4 separate regions of the Mus musculus genome follow, and all the other regions are linked to region 1. Evidence: chromatin contacts called from public HiChIP or PLAC-seq and capture Hi-C data. All regions are on one chromosome and are shown on one strand. The core of a region is the stretch at or near the end of the contact, and the rest is flanking DNA. Distances in the headings are between cores, read along the strand shown.

Region 1 (5,500 bases), core at 184-2,683:
ATGCTCAAAGAAGAAACAAAAGGAAAGGAATTAGATTCAACATTCTCTCCCTCCCCCTCCCCCTTCCTTCTTCTCTCTCTCCCTCCCTTCTTCTCTCTCTCTCCCTCCCTTCTTCTCTCTCTCCCTCTCTTCCTCCCTTCTTCTCTCTCTCCCTCCTTCCTTCTTAATCTCCTATCGGGGGTGGGTAAAGGGTGGGAAAAAGAAGAACTTACAAAATAGAAAAGACAGCTACACAGGATATACAAATAATGTACTGTCTAAAACCCATTTTTTTCAAAATTATTTACAGTTTTTTTTTATTTATATCTGTGTGTATGCCGTTGTATGTGTGTGGGTGTCCCAGGAAGCCAGGGTTTGGAGGAGACAGATCCCCTGGAACTAGAGTTGTAGGTGGTTGTAAGCCACACAGTATATATGGGTACTTTGTGTGCCCTCTGGCACTTGTGTGTGAGTGCATGTGTGTGCTTATGAACCTTTTAAATAGCTTAGAGTCAGGGCATTAGGGTAGGAAAAACTTTCTTTGGGAGAATTTGAGAATTTTGTTTTTCTAATGTAGTAACAGGCTTTATGAATATTCATGGAAATTTGATAAAGAACAAATTCCATCAAGTTCTAGGGAAGGAGTCTATAGAAAATTGAATCCAAGTTGTGTACATTTCTATTTTGCATCGTTTATATGTAGCCTTTATGAGAAGAAACTGTGACGATTTGGCCAGCTCTCTCGCAATTTCTTTTTGTTGTTTTGAGACAGGATCTCGTGTAGCTGAGGTTGACCTTGAACTCCAACCCTGTCAAGTATTGGAGTTCAGGGGTGCTCTGCCACACCCTGCCTCTCTGTAGCTTTCTGGTGGCTTTTGTTTTAAATGTTTCAATTTGTGCTTTTTTTCTTTTCATAACTTTTGGGTTTTTTTTGTTTGTTTGTTTTTTTGTTTTTTCGAGACAGGGTTTCTCTGTATAGCCCTGGCTGTCCTGGAACTCACTTTGTAGACCAGGCTGGCCTCAAACTCAGAAATCCGCCTGCCTCTGCCTCCCGAGTGCTGGGATTAAAGGCGTGCGCCGCCATGCCCGGCTTTCATAACTTTTGTGATGGAACACTCGTGCATTTCTGAATTGTATTCAGTGTTTCCTGATGACTGCAGAGGCATGCACCGTTCTGTGTGGTAGGTGATTTTAGTTGCCATTCTCTCCTGAAAAGTTCATGTCAGGGAGCCAGCTTCAGTATCTGCGGGCATTACCACCTGTGATCAACTCAGGGTTCTGGTAGGTGCTGGGGAATGTGTACGTTAGACGCAACAAGCTGTGACTTGACACTTAATTTTGTATGGCCCAAGTATATGCCGTCGCTCCACTCTCCACCCACCCTGTCAGCCACGGTTGGTGTAGACACAGACAGAATCCCACACTCGCCTGCTGTGTGATCTACCACTTACTGATTCTCCTGAAATAACTGCTAATTGGTTCCAGTCCCACTTGGATTTTAGTGGTGCCTGCCACAGCCTTTAGTCCAAAACCACTGTGTCTCGAGATGGTTCCCAGTTTGCCACAGTGGCCTCAGGCCTCTGCCAGGCACACACGCCTGTGCCTTGGGCTCCGGGACAGTTGCTTCACGAAGACTTGTTCCAGGTGCTGAGGGCAGGTCTGAACAAAGCCTCCCTTCTGGGCCTGGATTCCCCGAGGCTGCTGGAAAGCCAGTCGCTGTGTTCACAGTGGTAAGCCTGGGACCCTCTGGGATCCAAGGGTGTCCACAGTTCTGGATGATTTTGTTAATGGCCTGCTTCCTTCTGCTTGGTCCGTCTGGGGCGGGCTGCTCTCTGCAGTGCACTGTGGGTGAGGCTGGATTGCCTTTTGCCAGCCAGCTGGGTAGGGAGGTGATTTTGATCCACCTCCACCCTCCTCAGCATTTTCTTGTGCACAGAGCACTGTTCAGAGTTGCCCCACTGCGATGCAGCCTCCAGGCCCCCCTGATTCGGTCTCATTCATCTTTCTTTTCTTCCCAGGCCCTGGAGACAGGTGGGGGATGGAGGCGAAGCAGGTGTCAGGTGGAGCCAGGAGTCATAGAGGATATGAGAGTGGGAGAGCTCTTCCCACAGGCAGGAATCACCAGACAGGGGTTGGCAACACAGGTCCCCAAAGACAGGCCCAGAACACCCGCCCCCCCCCCCCCCAGCTAGCTGAGGAATTTGGCACAGATGGCAGCGTCCTCTGGGCTTAGGTACAGTTTTGGTTGGCTAGGATTGCCACAAGCTGGTTGGCTCAAGCAGCAGAAATTGGTGTAGCAGTCCTGAGTTATGGAGGCCACAGGTTTGAGCTCAGGTATGGCCTAGGTTGGTTCCTTCCGGGCTCTGGAAAGAAGGTCATCTCATGGCTCTTTCCAGCTTCTGCGAGCTGGCTGGCCCTAGAGTTTCCTGGAGTTTTTTTTTTTTTTTAATCTTACCATGTCTCTGTTTTTCACGTGGTATTTCTGTGTATGCATGTCACATTGTAGCCCTGGCTGTCCTGGAACTCATTCTGTAGACCAGACTGGCTTCAAACCCTGCCTGCCTCTGCCTCTTGAATGCTGAGATTAAAGGAGTGTGCTGCTACCATCACCACCGCTGGGTTCTAGTTTTCCTTTTCATATGGACACCAGTTCATATTGGATCAGGGGCCTGCCCTACTCAGGTGTGACTCATGCTTTTATTTTATGTGTGTGGCTGTTCTGCCTGTGGAGGTCAGAAGAGCATGTATGATAGTCTGGAACTGGAGTGATAGATGGCTGTGGCCTGCCATGTAGGTGCTGGGAATCAAACCTGGGTCCTCTGGAATAGCACTGAGAGCTCTTAACTGCTGAGACATCTTTCCAGCCCTTTGTGCTTTAATTTCTTTTCAGTATTATTATTACTTTTCTTGTAGTTTGTTTTCTGTTCTTTGAGACAAGGGTTCACTGTGTAGCCCTGGCTGTCCTAAAACTGAATATTTAAACCAGACTGGGCTGAACTTACAGAGATCCTCCTGCCTCCATCTCTAAAGACCTCATGCTAACTTGCAAAGAGCTCTCTCTCCAGCTACCTAGTTTCCGAATGAGGTCACATTCTAAGGAACTGCAAAGTGTAAGACTTATAACAGGAGGGGCTGGGGGCGTGGCTCAATGGTAGAGCCCCTGCCTAGAATCCCCCAGTGAGGGCTGAAGGTGGGGCTCAGTGGTAGTATGCACAGGGCTCTCAGTTCCTAGTACCACACACACACAATTAAAATAACTAAATAAAACATTTAATGTGAGTGGGTATTACAAATTAAAACCATAACAGAAAATAATAACAATTAGCCAGTTGTTGTCCCGTATCAGGTCTGAGGTTCTGATACCTTCAACTTTAGTAGGACTCACAGCCCTCATTGGCTTGCTGCTTCTGTTTTTGGCCCTTCCATTCTGTTCTCCAGAAACAAATGCAGATCCAGGTGTGGTGGCACACCCTGTCATCGTCCTGGCACTTGGAAGGCAGGAGGACCCACTAATTTAAAGCCAGCTGGGTTACATAGCAAGATACTGTGTCAAAAACAAACATAAAACCATGAGTGAAGGCGTGGTTTACACATGCCCCACTCGTGAGCCCTTCAGGTCTCTCCCATGTCTTGCCATCAGAATCATAACCAAACTCATGGCACAAGAAAGCTGGGAGATGCCTGGCTGAACCCTGTAGGTGCCGCTTCAGTTGGCGCTCTGCGATGTCGTCGTAATACTTCGTTTTGATCTCTTGGCGGGTTCTGATGGCAAATTGGTTGCTCTGTGGTAGTTATAAGTTGAAGTTGACTGCAGCAGGTCCTTCCTCAAGTTTCAATGTTTGGGTCTAAGGGAAAAGAGGGCGTGCTCCTCTTTCTGTTGGAACTTCTATAAACTCTCCTCACCTCTCTGTCAGCTAGCCAAGGTTCAGTGTCCAGCTGTTCCATCACTATGAGCAGGGGAGGGCGAGAGAACATTTGATGTGTTAATTGTGTCTGTCATAGGCCTAGGGCATCACTGACGTGTCATGCCCCACAGAGTGGGGATACCTGGGTCTCGACTAAAATTAGGATGCTTTTATAAAGATAAAAGAAAAAAGAATGTGGAGGTGGGGGTGGGCAGGGAGGATTATTTGCCAAAACAATTCTGCATTTAAAATAGCCTTAGAGCCAGGCACAGTGGCTCAGTCTATAAGACCAACACACTTAGGGGGCTGAGACTGGAGGATTGTTACAAGTTCAGGAGCAGAGTAGCCTATAGAGTGAGACCTTATTCAGAATGGCTTCCTCCTTACCACGACCTATAAAGACCCGCCTCCGCCCCGCCCCTTCACCATCTTCACCCAGGACATCCAGTCTGCTGTTTAGGTTCTTAAAGCCTGCAGCTCTCCTTTGTGTGTGTTCTTGCCTGGCTCCCAAGGCTTGTCCCGAGTGCTCTCCCCCCGGCCTCACTCCTCGGATTCCAGCTTGCGCATCCAGTTTTCCCTAAGCCTCCTCTGAGCAGCCCCAAAGCTCCGCCGGGCCCCTTGCTATTCTTGCCTGGCAAAGCTTCATAGCAGTTACCATAATATTTAATTACACGTTGTGTTGGTCTTTGCATGTTTAATGCCTGCCTTCCCTACTGAGCTGGAAGTCCCAGAAGGTCAGGCCCAGGCTTGTTTTTTTCCATCACAGTATATCCTCAGTACATACTAGATGATTTTTAAAAAGCTCTTATTAAATGAGTGTGGTTGGGGTGGAGCGGTTTACTCATGTAAACCTTTGGGTAGCGGGGGGCCTCTGCACTGGAGCAGGGAACAGAGTCTGACCGGAAGTTTTAAAACCTTGGCAGTGAATTTCCAAAGTGAGAGTTTTACAAGTGGATTAAGTGAGTCTGTGCCCCTGCTATACATTTACAGGCTCCTGGACCGAGTAGAACCCAACGTGACCTACCTTTTACAGTCTGGGGCCATCCGAGATGGGATGCCTCCCAGCATTCTTGGGCACATTAACAAGAGTCTGATGATGAATGCATTTTTAATTAGACTCCTAGTTACCTTGTGTTAGGGCCAGGGCAAGCAGTGCCGAATACCAAATGGAACTGTTCGATGGTTCACGCCGTTCTGAGTCTCTCCCGTTGCCGGAAGCCTTTCACCAGGGCATCCTCTTCTCCCTAAAGCCATCTGTCCATGCGCTTGGCTGAGAGTGGGAAGGTCACCAGGCTGAGGCTGGGACCTTCCAGAAGGAGCAGTGTGGCTAGAGGACTTAGCTGCCGCAGTTGACAGGTAATGCAGAAATGCCAGAGACATCACCGCTGCTGGTTCCTGCTTGCCTCTCTAGCACTCCGGAAGCTGAGTGAGGCTGATCATGAGTTCAAGGCTACCCCAAGCTACATCAAAAGCCCTGTCCAGAAGTGGCTGAAGGCTGGAGAGACGGAGCAGTGGCTAGAGTGCTTGCTGTGTAACGTGAGGAACTGAGTTGAGGTCCCTAACACCTCTCTAAATGCAGGGCATTTACCTGGTGGCCTACTTGAGGCCCAGTGCTT
Region 2 (5,404 bases), core at 2,138-4,637, 140 kb after region 1:
CTGTCAGGCTGATCTGGATTCAACCCCTAGCACTGGAAAGAAAAATTTTGTAGGGTTTTGAAATCCATGATATAAAGGCAGTAGTGATGCCAGGCGTGGATAGTGCGTGAGGCAGGGGGGTGGGAACAAATTACCCCATAGCTGAGAGAAGTATTTGCCAAACCCAGAAGTGGAGGGAGTGGGGGGGAGAGCCCCACTATACAAGTGGCCCTGGTGGTTGCTAGCTTTAATTTGCATATAGACAATTGATGCTAATTGCAAGTCATACTTATCTACTCATTAAAGCTGCTTCCTGAAGTTTTCTCCTAGGCAACGGGGTTTTAGTGTGGAACAGCATTTCCCAAAATGGGGTGCCTGAGGTGATCTGGGTGCTGAGAGGAGGGAGACGCTGCCTCTTAAATGGATGTGGATTTCCTTAGGAGGCGGCAGCGCTTCTCGCCCACCCCTGATCTCACAGACACTGCCCTGGACCCTATGGAAGATGAGATGGAAGGGCTTCTTGCTTTCTCCTCTTCTGTGTGTGTGGTGGGCAGTGGTGTTGGGGGAGGAGGAAGAGGAGGACCTGTTTTTGAGATTGGACCTTACTCTGTAGCCCTGACTGGCCTGTAACTCAGGAGATCAGGCTGGACTCAAACTTGTGGTAATCCTCCTGCCTCTGCCTCTGAGATGCTAGAAGTATACCTAGTTGCCACCACACAGTGTTAGAAATGAGATGATTTTAAGAAACATCTCGCTGGCGAGATGGCTCAGCGGGTAAGAGCACTAACTGCTCTTCTGAAGGTCCTGAGTTCAAATCCCAGCAACCACATGGTGGATCACAGCCACCCATAATGAAATCTGATGTCCTCTTCTGGTGCATCTGAAGACAGCTACAGTGTACTTATTTATAATAATAAATATTCGTACATAAAATAAATAAATAAAATCTCTTAAAAAAAGAAAAAAAGAAACATTCAGCCAGTTGTAGTGATCCATCCCCATCATCTCATCCCAGCACAGGGAAGAGCTGAGGCAGGAGGGTCTGTGGCAAGGACATGAGTCTCACACACGCACACACACACGACACACACGACCCACACAATACACACGTAGATACACCACTCACACACTACATACATATACACCATAAACACACACACACCACAGACATACATACCACAACCACACACACATACACACACCACAGACCTACACACCACATACATACACACACACAGACACCACATACATATACACCACACACACACACACACCACACATACCACAGACATACACATACACACACCACACAACACACACGTAGACACACCACCCACACACTACATACATATACACCATAAACACACACACCACAGACATACATACCACAACCACACACACATACACACACCACACACCACAGACCTACACACCACACACACACACCACACATACCACAGACATGCACACACAACACACACATAGACACACACACATGACACACAACACACACGTAGACACACCGCCCACACACTACATACATACACACCACAAACACACATACACGACACACACCACAGACCTACACACCACATACATACACACACACACACACACCACATACATATACACCACACACATACACACCACACATACCACAGACATACCACATATACACACACACATAAGACACCACACACACACCACAGACATACACACCACACACACACACCACAGACCTACACACTGCAACCACACGCATGTGTGAGTGAAGGTGGTGTTCCAGTCAGTGCAGCAAGTTGGTGGTGTTGTCCCACTGCACTGAAGCCCTCAGCAGCTACTGTCGTGGGTATGGTCCTTGAGAATGTCAGACAGCGTGGTACTTGAACCCAGCACCCAGACACGGGTGAGGCTCTTGTCTGCACAGTCCTGTTCACGAGAACCCTGTGCCCTGTCTGCACCTGCCCAGCACTTGCCATTTATTCATGAGCAGGTGCATGTGTGCCAGGCCCAGTGTTGGCTGGCCCCAGGAAGACAACAGGCAGATGGTAGCAAAGTCATGGATGAGCCGCAGCAGCAGGCATCCTCAGAGGAGGCTGGCCAATGTCTTCAGTCTGCAGTTTCATTACGTGTATTACGTTGTATTTTGTGTGTGTGAGGGTGGGTATAGGGGGTGTTGCTGGGAATCAAAGCCAGGGCCATGCACAGTCTAAGCCCCACAGCTCTGGCTGTGGACGTTGACCTAAAAACAAACTAAACAATCCAGACCTGGTGGCACAGGTGCTACTAACCCCAGCGCTTCGGAGGCTGATCCAGAATTGTCACTTCTGGGCCCGCTGAGGCTACAGAAGGAGACTTGCCTCAAATCTGAAGGGCAGAAGAGAAAGATGGGGTTGTAGAGAGGTTTCTCACAAGTAGGAGATGAGGGTACAAAGGGTGGGACCCGGGTAAGAGGGTTGAGCTTCATGTCACTGAGCACAGGCCCGAGGGGCCAGCGAGGTCACTCAGGCACTCCATTACTGAGTGTGAATTTGATCCCAAGGGCTAAAGAAAGCCAGGGAAGGTCTCAGCGGGAGGAGATGGGAGGATGTGTGCAGCTTCCAATTGTGTGTCAGCGTACATGGCGTACCACGCGTGAAAACGTCAGCGGGTGGCGTGATGAAGTCAGGCTTTCTTACACCTTTACGTGGGTTACAGGAATCAAACTCAGGTCACAGCTGGGCGGCGGTGGCTCACGCCTTTAATCCCAGCACTTGGGAGGCAGAGGCAGGCGGATTTCTGAGTTTGAGGCCAGCCTGGTCTACAGAGTGAGTTCCAGGACAGCCAGGGCTACACAGAGAAACCCTGTCTCGAAAAAACCAAAAAAAGAAAAAAGAAAAAAATGGTCTATGGGGTAAAACAGGAGGTGGAGTCCCAGGAAGGGTGAGGCTAAGTCACTCAGAGATGGCACAGGCCTGGAGCAAATGTCCAGGGGGTGAGGTGAGCTCTTGCTAGTTGCTGTAAGTGAGGAGCACTGGCCACTCTGGCTGGAGGGGATCTCAGACCAGACCAGACCAGACCAGACCAGACCAGACCAGCTCAGCTTTCCTCGGCAGTGCTGTTCTAGATACCCCCGTGCTCCAGGGAACAGAGTCCAGTCCTCCTTCATGGGGCTGACATTCTGCTGCAGAGAGGAAACAGATGGACAGACAGACAACAACCAAGTGAGACACAGATGGCAATCAAGGCTCAGGAGGGAAATAGGCAGGCAGTGTCTTGATTGGCAGCCAGACAGCTAAGACTATTGTACCTCGCCGGCCTGCTCGCAGTACTCTGGGAATGTCTGGTGGCCGGGAGACTGAGGTGGATCCCCAAGGGAAGCGTGGCAGGAGGTGTGAGTAGCAGGGTGGCAAGAGGGCTGCTCTAGCAGGCTCACTGCTGTGGTTAGAGCTAGCATCTGGTCCTGGAGGGTGTGAGAGCCAGCGAAGGTGCCTGAGCCCCTAATCTGGCAAACATTTTTCTAAAATATCACTCTGGGGGCAGCCTGTAATCACAGCACTCAGAGACAAGAAGAATGTGAGCGGGAGGCCGGCCTGGGCTAGACAATGAGATCGGTCTTTAATTTTAGAGGAAAGGTGGGGCACTGTAGTCTTCTCTGAAAGAAGCAGGCTGTTTAGGGAAGGCAGGACAGAGAGCAGAATTTGAAAACTGCCAGGAAGAGATGAGCTGGCCATGCCCAGAAAGGCCCCATCCTCTTGCCTGGCCCCAGCTCTTTTCTTCAAAGCCCACAGAGCCTGTATCTGCTTGTGCAGGTCCGTGACTGCAGCTACTTCACAGATATTAGCCCACCCCACCCACCCCAGACATTCGTCATGGGAGCCCAGCAGCCAAGCTCCCTGCCAGGTGCTGGCACCCGTCGTGGGCACCTGAAAGGCCCAGCAAGCCCAGGCACATAACTACCTGGCCCCTAAGCAGTACACATGCCAAAATCTTTCAGTTTCCAGAGCAATTTGTCAGTCAGCTAAGGGGATCTGAGACTCTGTTCCACGTGGAGCTGACGCAGCTGGGCGTTCCCAGCAGGGAGGAAGCACGTGGCTCTGCTTCCCGGGCTGCGCTAGCAGTCTCCGAGTCTGTCTGGGGATCCATCTCGGGCACAGCCCTCAAAGGTAATCTGGGGGTCTGCTGGGGCCCACCCTGCCTGTGTCGGAAGACTGGAACCACACATGATAGATCTGTCAGCAAGGGGGAAAAAACCCAGACTATTTTCCTAGAATGCTAGGGGTTGAGGGAGTGCCTGAGGTCTGTGGGCAGAGGGGCAGTTCAAAGGCCCTGCGGTAGAAACATTCCCGGGTATTTGAGGGATAGCCTTGTGTAACTGCTAGAAAAGACAGGCAAGTGGAGAAACTGAGGACACAGGAGGTGGCAGATGGAGTGGGACCTATGGGGGTCTCTGCCTGTCTGCATGAGCCAACACCACAAGGAGTTCTGGAGTGTCGCACATTTCCACAGGGTCCTTGTGGCTGTGGGGAGAACACGGAAGGCAGGTAACCCTGGAAGAGACAGTGGTGGCGATGCTGACGGGTGGCACTTGGTGGAGGTGACAAGCAGTGATGGTCGTAAGATCCAGGTGAAGCCCATCATTCCAGACGCTCGGGTCACAGCAGGCACAGAGGAGGATGGGGGCAAGATGGGAGCGAGCCAGGTGGCCTGCAGCCTGCCCCCCAGCCCCGCCCCAGCTATGTGGGCATGGCATTACTGCCTGACTGCCTTACACTGAACTCCTTCAGGCCCTTGGTCTCTGAGGCCCAACTTCCCTTCCATTAGATGGGACAATAATGGGTGGCCCGGCTGGACAGTGTTCCATACTTGTTAATCCTAGCACTCAGGAGGGAGAGGCAAGAGGGTTAGGAGGTCAAGGTCATCTTCAGCTACACAGCAAGCTGGAGGCCAGCCTGGGATACATGAGTTCCTGTCTCTAAAACTTTGGTGATAACAGTAACATAGCTGTGGTCCAACGAAGGTCATGTGGACATAGTGAAGCCGCCGCTGCTGTGCTTAGTCTCTGTCTATTGTGCCTTTCTCCTGCCGGCGATCTTGTTGAGTACGGAAGAAAGCTTGAGGCTGCTCGATCCCATGCATCACCATAAGGGAGCTATCTAGGCTCTCCCAGCCCTAGTGCCCCCACCTGAAATACAGCATCGGCAGCTCCTGCAGCAGAAAGTGCCGGGGGCTTTATGGGGTGCCGTGTGGCAAACGTTTAAAACCAGGCCTGACCGTGTCCCGGATCTTTGCGGTCATCCTTGTAGCTGTCGCCCAGGACCGCCTGCCAGCCCCTCGGAACCTGGACGGAGCAGTAACATGTCACAGCCTCACGAAGAAGGGCCATGGCTAAAACAGGGTACCAGTGCAGAGTGCACCTCCCCATGCCCCCGCCCTGTCTTAGCTG
Region 3 (4,993 bases), core at 941-3,440, 160 kb after region 1:
GTGCACCTCAGCCATCTGCCTTACCGTACCTTACTAACCCAGCCCTTTGCCCTCCCAGGAGAAGCAGGACAAGGTGGTGCTGCAGTCCGAGGTGGCCAGCCTGCGGCAGAACAACCAGCGACTGCAGGAGGAGTCGCAGGCCGCCAGTGAACAGCTGCGCAAGTTCGCAGAGCTCTTCAGCAGGGAGAAGAAGGAGCTCTGAGTGCCCCTGGGTCACCCTAGACCGCCCTGGCTGGCAGGCAGTGGGCTTCTGGTTGCAGGGGTGACAGGTCATCCAGCCACAGCCCCGCACCCACTGCCCTGCAACCTTCCTTTAGGGACTCGGGGGACGCCAGGCACTAGTCTCAGGCCCCTCTCAGCTGCTCCCTGCCGCCTTGCAGGCCACAGGAGCGCCCATTCCTAGGACCCAGCTGCCTGGAGCTGTGTCGGTGGGAGGGGCCCAGGAGCCCCTGCATGAGAACTATGGAACGAAGTGAGCCCTTTCTTCCCCCACTCCCTGACAGTCCAGGGCTCCTCTATCCCCAGTGAACTGGCTCCAGGTAGCATGGACATCACCCTCCGAGTCCCCCTTCCACACAGCAGCCAGGAGCACTTTCATAGAGTTTAAATTATTTTCCTGGGGCCCCAGAATGGACAGGACCCATTAGCACCCAGATCCACTCCTTTGAGAAACCCCATTTGTACAGCTAGGACTGTTTATATGATCTTTTTTATCAGCTTCTCTCCAAGCAGCCGCAGGCCCCTCTGCCTTGGAGCTACTGATCTGGCCAGCCATGGGATCCTCCTCTAGGACAACTAGGCCATTGCCCCCTACGCCAGCGGCTTTGAGGAACCTGAGGACAGGGCTGAGGCAGAGCCTTCACCCCCTGTATGGTTGTCTTTCCTTTTACAAGTCTCCCTGGCCACACTCCATCCCCCAGTGGACACCAGCCACGCTCACTGTGCTCCCTGGGGAGCACTCACAGTGCAGCCCCCAGCCCCCAGAGATTCTCCAAAGGCAATAAGGGGCAGCTCAGTGGGGCACGCTGCTCACCCAGGAAACACAAATCCCCCTCCCCCTTTTTTTCCTTCTTTAAAAACAAACAGAAAAGAATATATATATATATATATATATTTATTTTTTCATGTAGAGTTGTGCCGGAACACGTTTGAATGGCCACAGTCTGTGGATTTCCCCAAACCCTGTGGGCTGGAGGTCAATGTGAGGACTCAGAGGGACGTGGGGGCAGCAGGCGGCACAGTTGGCAGCGTAGATTGGACCCAGAGCCATAACGAGATGGCCCAGCCCTCAGACCAGGACCCATCACTTCTCTTTGGGCCCACTACCACACACAACAGGCACTCTGCTCCCGATGGGCCAGGCTGAAGGGCAGGGCTTGAGGAAAGGGTATCCAGAGCTCCCTGTGACCTGCCTCTGACCCCCGGGGAACCCCTGGTTGTGAGGGAGCAGCCTGCCATGCCCTCCACTCACCATGGAATGATGGTGGCAAACCAGACCACCCAGTGTCCTGAACCCTGGCCAGCTACTGTGATGTCTGTCTCCTGATCACCTTTCTAAAGGGTTCTCCAGCCCCTCCCCCTTCCTCTCCTCTCAGAACCCAACCTGGAGCCTTCCCCCTTCCCCCCAACCCCCTCCCTTCATTTCTTTCTTTAATGTGTCTTCTCATATCTTCAGACCATTCGAATCATTTGGGGGACCTAATCATGTACATTGACAGTTGTAAATTTTAATTTTTGCTTTTGTTCTATTATTTTTGTAAGAATTCCTGCAAAAAAAAATTATTTAATTTGAGGTTGATACTCTGTGTAATGACTGGAGATAGCAGGCTTTTTTTTCCAGGTTGATTTATTCCATTTGGATTTTTGTTTTAATCATTCTTTATTGTCTTTTCCTCCCCCTCTTCCCATCCCTGTCTTGAGATTTCTGGCATGTTTCAGGAGGTTTCAAAGGAAATAAACGTTTCATAGAAATGGCTGGTGTGTTCTCCTGCAGCTGCCTGGAAGCCAGTGCTGGCTCCCTCCTCCTAAGCTCATATCACACTCCTGCTGCACAGCATACATTTACCAGCCAGCCGCTTTCCTAGGCACCTGACCATCAGGATGTAAAATGTGCTGAAGTTAAAACAAGCTAGGTCTGCAAGGCGAGCATGGTAACCCGAGCCCTTAATCCCAGCGCTCAGGAGGCAAGGTGGGAGGAGCTCTGTGTTCTAGGCCAGCTTGTTGGAAGTAAGTTCTAGGAGAGTTAGGGCTGCACTGTGAACCTGTCTTCAAAGGGAATGGGGGATGGGCCCCTTTCGCCAGGTGTGATGGTTCACACTTGTAATCCCAGCGCTCTGAGGCAGGAGGATCGCCGAGAGTTCAAGGCCAGTTGTGTTTGTACACATCGGGAATCTCAGAGGTGAACGGGTGTCAGGAGTGCAAGGTCTTCCTTAGCTACATAGCAAGTTTGAGGCCACCTTGTGCTGACTGCAAGATAAGTGGTAATGAAGCCCTTTTTAAAAAAAAGAAGAAGAAAAAAGAAAAACTTTTGGGCCAGAAGTGGCTTTGTGGTTAAGAGCACCGGCTGCTCTTCCAGAGGACCCCCAGGTCCTCACCGCTCACAGTTGCCTGACAGCACACCCAAGAGACCCAGTGCCCTCTTCTGGCATATTTAAAAAACAACAACAACAAAAGCCAGGCAAAGTTAAGATAGCATGCGCCTTTAACCCCAGCAGAGGGAGGTGGATCTGTGAGTTTGAGGCCATCCTGGTCTACATAGTTCGGGGGCAGCTAGGGCTACACAAAAGAAGTCTGTCTCAAAACAAAACCACGGGTGATTGCAGGTAAAGTAAGTACTTGCCATGCTGGTGGGATTTGTATGAAGCCTCCACCCGGCCCCAAACCACGCCCCTCTCCATCCCCCGCTTCATTTGTGTGCCCAGCCCCACCTACTCATCCCTCCACTGGGTCCCACCATGCCGTGGACCTCCCTCTGCCAACAGTGCAGGGAATGGATTGCAGTGGAGAGCTGCCCAGGGGTCCCTGGGGACCAGAGGTAAAGGAAGAGTCATCTAGCTAAAGGAAGTGTCTCGGACCTGAAGCCTCGGCCAAAACCAGGATTTCTATGGCCCTCCAGACAGGACAAGAGGGGGCGGCTTGAAGCTTGGGGTCCTGGGTCTGTGTCTCGCCGAACTGTGGACATCTGCGGGTGGGCGAGGCACCAGGCAAACTGACTTTGGACTCAGGAGTTCCAAGAAGATCCTGAAGACTCACCTCCTGTGGGAAGTCAGCCTCTCTGGACAGGACTGACCCCATCCCATCAGCGGTCGTTGTGTTCTTCAGGTCTGAGCTGAACTCTGATCCTCCTTCGCACCCTACCCGCACCCCCCACCGCCAAATATCTTCCGAAAGGTGTTTGCCTATATCCAGTGGAGAATCAGCCCTTGCAAGGGCTTCCAGCTACTTAGACATCCTCACTCGCCACCCTCCTCAGGGCCCCATCCAGCCCAGCCCTCCCCCCATCAACCTGGGCCAAGTGGGGGAGGGAACCCGGGAACAAACTGTTCTCACATCCTCTCCTGGCCTGGGAGACATACCACCATCTCCCAACACCCCACAATTCACACGCGCACCCGCACACGCACGCCAAGCCCTGAAGGCGCCTGCACTGCGCCCCGTAGTCCCTTCCCTTTCTTGCCCCAGTTTTTCATGCCCCTCCCCCACCTCTCCTCAGTCTGCCTATCTCTTTGGCCTCATCTGCCTGGCACTCTCCAGATTTCTGTTGTCTGTTCGCACCCCCACACCCCTTTCTAAAGAGAAGGCTCATGCTATAGCCCAGGATGACGTGTAACTAACTCCCCGTCCCTCCTGCCTCAGCCTCCAGTGTTGGAGTTCTGAGCCACATAGTGTGTTACCATCCTGGATGGCGGTCCCTTACATTCTTTATTGCCTTCCAACCAAAAGTCTCGCTCATTCCCGTGTCTTTTGTCTGGGGGCTTTGCCTGTCCCCTTATCTCATTTTCTCCCTCTGACTTTGTACATTTTCTGCTTGTCTCTCCAAACAGCTGTCCACTTCTCCCTCCCCTGGTCTTGCCAAAGCCTGGCTTTTTTTTTTTTTTTTTTTCCTTTTTCTTGTTTTAAACTATTATTTACTGGACTAGTCCTCCACCCCGTCCCTGGTCCCTGTCCTCTTCCCTCGGAATTCCTGGGACTCTCTCTTCATCTGTGTATCTCTCCAGCTTTGTCCTTTTTTTCCATTCAGTACATTTGTGGCCTCAGAACCATCTTCCTTCCTGACCATTGCCCTGGTTCTCCACCCCCACCCACCCCCACCCCACCCTGCCTGTCTCCTTGAATCCCTGTGTTTTGAGATGTCCTCCTGTCCTCCACTTTTAACCACACCCAGGTCAGGGAATCCCAAGTGACAGCCAGCCATGCTGAGGTGCTATCTCCCAAACCCTAGCCAGGGAGGGGGCTGCCTTCTGGTCTCTCCAGCCCTCCCTTCCCCCCAGTCTTCACTCCCACCTCCCTCTTTGAGCTGCCTCCCGCTGCAGCTGCAGCAGCCCGTTGCTATGGCAACCACAGCTGGCTGGGTGGGAGCCCCTCCACCCCATCCCCCTCTTCTCTCCAGCAAGACAGGGAGGAGCTGGGACAAAGCCACAGGGAGGCATGGTGTAGGGGCAAAGAGGTGGGGGCCAGCCACAGTGGCTTCTACCCCAGTGAGGCCCCTTGGCTTCCCATGTTGGTGACACCCCAAAAGAGGTTAGAGATGGAAGCAGTTGTGGGCAGAGGGGTCAGGCCCAGTTTAATACACAGAACAAGTTAATTCACAGCAGAGGCAGGCAATAAAGGAGACTTGGTGGCAAGGGGGGTACTCCTGGATTGGGGGCAGACTCCCCCAGACCCTCCACCTCCCCCACTTGCAGTCTCAATTTCCCCTTTTAAAAACCCGAACAACAAACACACACAACCACGAGAAACAACCACACCCCCTTGCCACCCCCAAATGGCTAGC
Region 4 (5,009 bases), core at 2,252-4,751, 200 kb after region 1:
CTCCAGCCTCTCCATTTTATGTTTGAACCCGGGAACTGTCAATTTGGCTGGGCTTCCTTGCCAGCAAACCCTAGGCTCCCTCAGCCTCTGCTTCCCTAGCCCTGGGATTACAGCCATCTGCTATGCTGCCCAGCGTTTTACATAGGTGCTGGGGGCTCCAACTCAGGTCCCTGAGCTGGGATGACAAGCACTTTACCAACTGAGCCAGCTGTCCAACTCTTGTTCCCCCTTTTCCCTGACCACCTCTTGAGACAGGGTCTTACTGCACTTGCTGTGTAGAACAGTTGGTCTCAAACTCACAGAGATTTCCGCACGCACATCTGTGTCCTGAGTGCTGGGGTTAGAAGAGGACACTACCATGCCCAGTCTTGTCTCTTTTTGAGACCTTGTTATGTAGCCCAGGCTGACCTGACACGCATCATGTCCTTTCTCCCTCAGCCTTCTTATTCACAGGGATTAGAGGCCTGAGGTCACCTCAGTGGGTACTGAGGATAATTCCATTCCAAAGCAAGAGTCATGGCAAGCATCAAACGTCTACTGGCTGTCGCTGCCTGGTGATTTCTAACAGTGCCTGGATCTGTTCACGCTTGTACCTTCTCGCATTTATAGCAGGACCTGACTCAAAATGTGTGTGGAGTAAGTACGTGCTTCAATGAATGAATGAGTGAATGAATGAATGGTGTTTTCTCCCCAACCAGGATCTCCAGCCACTTGGGGTTGTTTATAAGCACAGAGTAGGAGCTGGAGGGAAGCCGGAAGGGTGGGGATCAGCGTTCTGGGCAAGATAAAGAAAATAGCAGGCATAAAACTACCTTAGTTGCTTAAGGCAAACACTGTATTGATAACTCATGTTTTTTCTGCAGCACACTGGTGACAGTGGCCTTGGCTTCCACAATACCCAGGTATTTAATCCTAAGATTATCTATGGGCTGGCTGTGGTATCGCAAGCCTTTAAGCCCTGGAGGCAGAGGCAGGTAGATCCCTGTTAAGTCTGAGGACAGCCTGATCTACATATAGAGTTCTAGGAGAGCCAGGGTTACACTGAGAGACCCAGTCACAAAACAAGGAGTACCTCTTGCAGAGGACTGGGGTTTGGTTCCTAGCATCTGCACGGTGGCTCACAACTGGAGTTACAACTCTAGTTACAGGGAATTTACTGCCTCTTCTGGTCTCTGTGGGCACCAGGCACACACATATGTGGTAGTCAGATGGACATTTAAGCAAAACACTCATACACATAAAATAATCTGAAGAGAGAGAGAGACCTGTCGACTGCTCCTCATGCAGTTTTTGTTCCTCATCTCTTAAGCCTTCAGTTACCGAGGCTTGCTTCTCATGGCCCTTTCTCCACGGCCAGTTCCAACACTCTTGATTTACTCCATTCCAGCCCCAAATCCACCCTCCAGAGTTTAGGTTTAGTGTTTGTTTTGTTTTGTAATGTCTTTTTTCTGTTGCTTAGCAGGGTCTCATGAATCCCGGACTGGTCTGAGTTTGCTATGCTGACTATAAATTTGAACTCTTGCTTTGGGTCCTCTGGCTTTCAGCTCCTGAGTGCTGGGATTACAGGCATCTGCCAAGAAGGTTGGCTTTGTGATGCCAAGGTTGGTTTGTGTGATGCTGAGAATCAAACTCAGGGCTTCCTGCCTGCTAGGTGAGTGCTCTAGCAAGTGAATTACACCCCACACCTGGTGGTTTTCTTTTTGCTTTTTGTTCTTCAGGGTAGGGGTTGGTGCTTGTTACTGGGGTTGGCTATGAGCTATCCCAGTTCTGTTTCCACATCCAGAGTGCTGGGAGTACAGGCTTGCGCAACCAGGCCTACTTTGTTTACCGTAATAAGGACGTTATTTTCTTTTTCTTTTCTTTTTTAAAAAAAGATTTATTGGGGCTGGTGAGATTGCTCAGTGGGTAAGAGCACCCGACTGCCCTTCCAGAGGTCCTGGGTTAAATTCCCAGCAACCACATGGTGGCTCACAACCATCCATAACGAGATCTGACGCCCTCTTCTGGAGTATCTGAAGACGGCTACTCGTTTTGGATGGTTGTGAGCCACCATGTGGTTGCTGGGAATTGAACTCAGGACCTCTGGAAGAGCAGTCAGTTCCTTTTTTTTTTTTTTTTTTTGATTTATTTATTATTGTATGAAGTATACTGTAGTTGTCTTTAGACACCAGAAGAGGGTGACAGATCTTATTATAGATGGTTGTGAGCCACCATGTGGTTGCTGGGATTTGAACTCAGGACCTTCAGAAGAGCAGTCAGTGCTCTTAACCGCTGAGCCATCTCTCCAGCCCTATTTTATTTTTCTTAAACACATTTATTTGTGTGTGTGTGTGTGTGTGTGTGTGTGTCTGTGTGTGTGTGTGTGTCTGTGTGTGTGTGTCTGTGTTCGTGTGGTCTGGCAGGTGCCATGGCTACAGTGTGGAGGTCAGAGAACTTCAGGAAGCCAGTTCTCTTCTTCCACCGTGTTTGCACCAGGAATCTCCTGGCCGCCTGGGCCCCGGAGAGAAGCAGCGAAGCTAACAAGGCGTGGAGCACCCGGGCACGCCAGGCCTCCAGCCGTTGGGGGGTGGTGGTGGGGGGTGACCTTGCGAGCAGGTGCGAATCTGGTCATCAGGTTTGGTGGCAGTTGTATTTACTTAGCCACTTTGCCAGCCCAAGAGCAGTATTTTCAATGATAACGAGATCATTAATTCTTCTGCTAACGGCCTTCTACTTCCTCTGTCAGCCCTCCTCCATTCATCCAGTTTAAATGGAGCTTCTTTCCAGAAGCCCACCCTGGTTCTGTGGTAGTGGTTTGTAAGTCTCCTTTGGGTGTTGTACCTAGTCCAGTCCCCGTGTCCCTCCCCCTTTCAGGTCTGTTCATCCTTTGCAAGCTTCTGATCGTCACCCTAACACCTCTATATATTTGTATTTGTCTTCCTGTACGGGGTCCAGAGAAACCTGCAGTTTTAAGGACTTGTCACCTCTTTCCAGACAGTGCCCTGCCTAACTGGCAGTCGCACTGAATAGGAAACTGGGCTCTGATCATGCCCTGATTTTCACTGTCCCAACCCCTGCTCACTCAACTGTAGGATTTCACCATCACATTCCTGATCACTCTTCCCTCTGCTTCCGCATCACTACTACGGGCTGATCCTGTTTGACGACACACAGGCCAAGCTGGCCTGGCCACTGCTCAATCCGGGACATTTGTTTATGGCACAGAGAACGAGGAATTTAGGCAGGATATATCTCTCACACCTAAAGGAACGCTAAAGCAGAGCGGGCAGACAGCCACAGGTTTCCGAAAAGTTTCTCTCGCCATAGTCACAGCGCAAGCACGAAGGCGCAAGGACGTCGTGGCCAACAGACCCACGCCTCCCGCAAGGTCCGGCTGGGGCGGGGTCAATGCCAACCACGCCTCCTCCCAGGAGCCGGGGGCGGTGCCAGGTGCAGGCCGCAGAGCCAGGTGCGGGGCCCTCCGCGCTTGCGCCGCATCTGCCCCGCCCCGCCAGGTGCGCCCCACCCCCAGCCTGGGTGCCACCTTCTCTTGTGTCCCTGCGTCCGCCATTCGCCGTAGTACTCCTCGGACGGGTGGAGGCTTTCACAGTCTGGGGAAGAGTCGCAGAGTGTTGCCGCGCGAGTCCAGGGACCGTGTTGGGAGGCAACTAAGGCGTCGCACGCGCCAAAAGCCAGAAAAAAGGGCTTCCGGGGACCCGGGCGCCTCGAAGTCCTACTCCGGGGCGAAGCCGCACCTGAGCCCGCGGACCTGCAGTGCGCGTGCGCGGCCGTGGGCTTTCCCGCACCTGCTCGCGAGACCCCACCCCCACACCCCAACGGCCGGCGGCTCGAGGCCTGGCGCGCGGCGCTGGCAGCAGGTCATGGCGCAGCTTTGTGAGCTGCGGCGGGGCCGGGCGCTCCTCGCCTTGGTAGCTTCGCTGCTCCTCTCCGGGGCCCAGGTGGCCAGCCGAGAACTAGACGTCCACGGTGAGGGCCAGGCGGGGGATCCGGGAGCAGGGGATAGAGGAGGCCGCAGCGAAAGTGGGGGTACTCGGTGCGCAGAGTGATCGCAGGCTCCTTGGGGTTGGGGAGGATGGGCGGTGGAGCCAGACCTGCAGGTGGCGGGCTAGGAAGGGTAGGAGCCTCGCGAGCGCGGGGGCGTAAGGGTTAGCAAAGTGTCCCTTCCAGAAGGAAGGAGGAAGGGAGGGAGATGAGGTGTATTGACCCAGGAAGGCGTGGCACTGGAAGTGGGTGAGGAGCTCAACGAAGCGGAAATTGCTTGGCCAAAGAAAGCCCGGGGTGGGGACGGGGACTTGGGGTGGGGGTGGGGGGCGCATTCAAGCCTCAGAGGTGGAAATTTGTTCGGGAGACCTGTTGGCCGCTTTGGGTACAGGGAAAACGCACTTCGGACACCTGTTGATATCACATATGGCAACAGCCCCATGATCTCCCGAGGAAGAAGAGAAGCAGCGGTTGGTAGAAGGGAGGAGCTTTGCCAAGGTGCCTGCCAATGCAGGAACGTCTGTTCTCCGAGTGTAGTATTGGCACCCAGCAGCTGGGGTTTGCGTCTTTAGGAGTCGTTACAACTTTTAACTGCTTCAGACAACCACTAGCCAGCTTTGAAAAGATCTCTTTTGAAAGAATTCATTGATTGAGCAAACTTAATTGAGTCCCCGCTGAGGGTCTGTAAGAATGGTGGTCGTGGCTGACTCAAGACTAGACAGGTTCCTGAATTCGCAGAGCTTGGATTCCAGTGGGAGCGAACACTTAACGTGCAGAGTACTCGCCAAAGATTAAATGACTAGCGGTGACTAGAAGACAGCGGGATAAGAACAGTGATAGAAGATGGTGAAGGGTACTTAACTCAGGAAGTACTCTAAGGAGGGTGGCACCTATCCTAACAATTGAATGAGTAGGTGGCAGCCATACTAAGACCTTGGGACCAGTGTCCCAGGTAGTGGGAGGGAGTAGTGAGGGTCTAGAGTAAAATTGATTGTGATCAAGGAAAAGACCCCACCCCCACCCCAAGG

The links. HiChIP or PLAC-seq counts read pairs in DNA pulled down with a chosen protein or histone mark. Capture Hi-C pulls out chosen DNA fragments and counts their contacts.
Region 2: a contact with region 1 is called in a capture Hi-C map of embryonic stem cells, with 2.3 times the contacts expected there. The contact joins two enhancer-like sites. A contact is called at or near these places in 5 of 115 datasets of contacts at active chromatin or transcription factors (embryonic stem cells and extraembryonic endoderm stem cells) and 4 of 9 other capture datasets (adipose tissue, embryonic stem cells, liver and 1 more).
Region 3: an H3K27ac HiChIP or PLAC-seq map of embryonic stem cells shows a contact between it and region 1, with 3 times the contacts expected there. The contact joins two enhancer-like sites. A contact is called at or near these places in 1 of 484 Hi-C or Micro-C datasets (cerebellum), 4 of 115 datasets of contacts at active chromatin or transcription factors (embryonic stem cells, epiblast stem cells and pancreatic cancer cells) and 2 of 9 other capture datasets (adipose tissue and liver).
Region 4: a contact with region 1 is called in an RNA polymerase II HiChIP or PLAC-seq map of embryonic stem cells, with 16 read pairs. The contact joins the promoter of Spint2 here to the enhancer-like site in region 1. A contact is called at or near these places in 1 of 39 promoter capture datasets (embryonic stem cells), 5 of 115 datasets of contacts at active chromatin or transcription factors (embryonic stem cells, extraembryonic endoderm stem cells and pancreatic cancer cells) and 1 of 9 other capture datasets (adipose tissue).

The regions. Positions count from the first base shown.
Region 1 is chr7:29,480,429-29,485,928 of GRCm38.p6, reverse strand. The region is part of intron 2 of Sipa1l3 (signal-induced proliferation-associated 1 like 3); the gene reads left to right. Among named protein-coding and RNA genes, the nearest start is that of Sipa1l3, 22 kb to the left of the region's middle. Within about 2 kb of position 1,433, at least 34 of the 459 cell types and tissues checked have an H3K27ac peak or open chromatin away from gene starts, as enhancers often do. A contact at or near this core is called in embryonic stem cells, where this site is marked.
Region 2 is chr7:29,340,539-29,345,942 of GRCm38.p6, reverse strand. All of the region lies in intron 16 of Sipa1l3 (signal-induced proliferation-associated 1 like 3), which reads left to right. Among named protein-coding and RNA genes, the nearest start is that of Dpf1, 35 kb to the right of the region's middle. Within about 2 kb of position 3,387, at least 65 of the 459 cell types and tissues checked have an H3K27ac peak or open chromatin away from gene starts, as enhancers often do. A contact at or near this core is called in embryonic stem cells, where this site is marked.
Region 3 is chr7:29,317,353-29,322,345 of GRCm38.p6, reverse strand. Sipa1l3 (signal-induced proliferation-associated 1 like 3) reads left to right here. Exons shown (of 23, transcript NM_001081028.1): 23 at 59-1,968. The coding sequence ends at 202. It overlaps Dpf1 (D4, zinc and double PHD fingers family 1), which reads right to left. Exons shown (of 12, transcript NM_001368371.1): 12 at 4,760-4,993. Among named protein-coding and RNA genes, the nearest start is that of Dpf1, 12 kb to the right of the region's middle. Within about 2 kb of position 2,190, at least 41 of the 459 cell types and tissues checked have an H3K27ac peak or open chromatin away from gene starts, as enhancers often do. A contact at or near this core is called in embryonic stem cells, where this site is marked.
Region 4 is chr7:29,280,469-29,285,477 of GRCm38.p6, reverse strand. It overlaps Spint2 (serine protease inhibitor, Kunitz type 2), which reads left to right and starts at 3,501. Exons shown (of 7, transcript NM_011464.2): 1 at 3,501-3,966. The coding sequence starts at 3,861. It overlaps Gm45977 (a long non-coding RNA gene), which reads left to right. Exons shown (of 4, transcript XR_003946629.1): 2 at 439-636; 3 at 864-902; 4 at 1,460-1,758.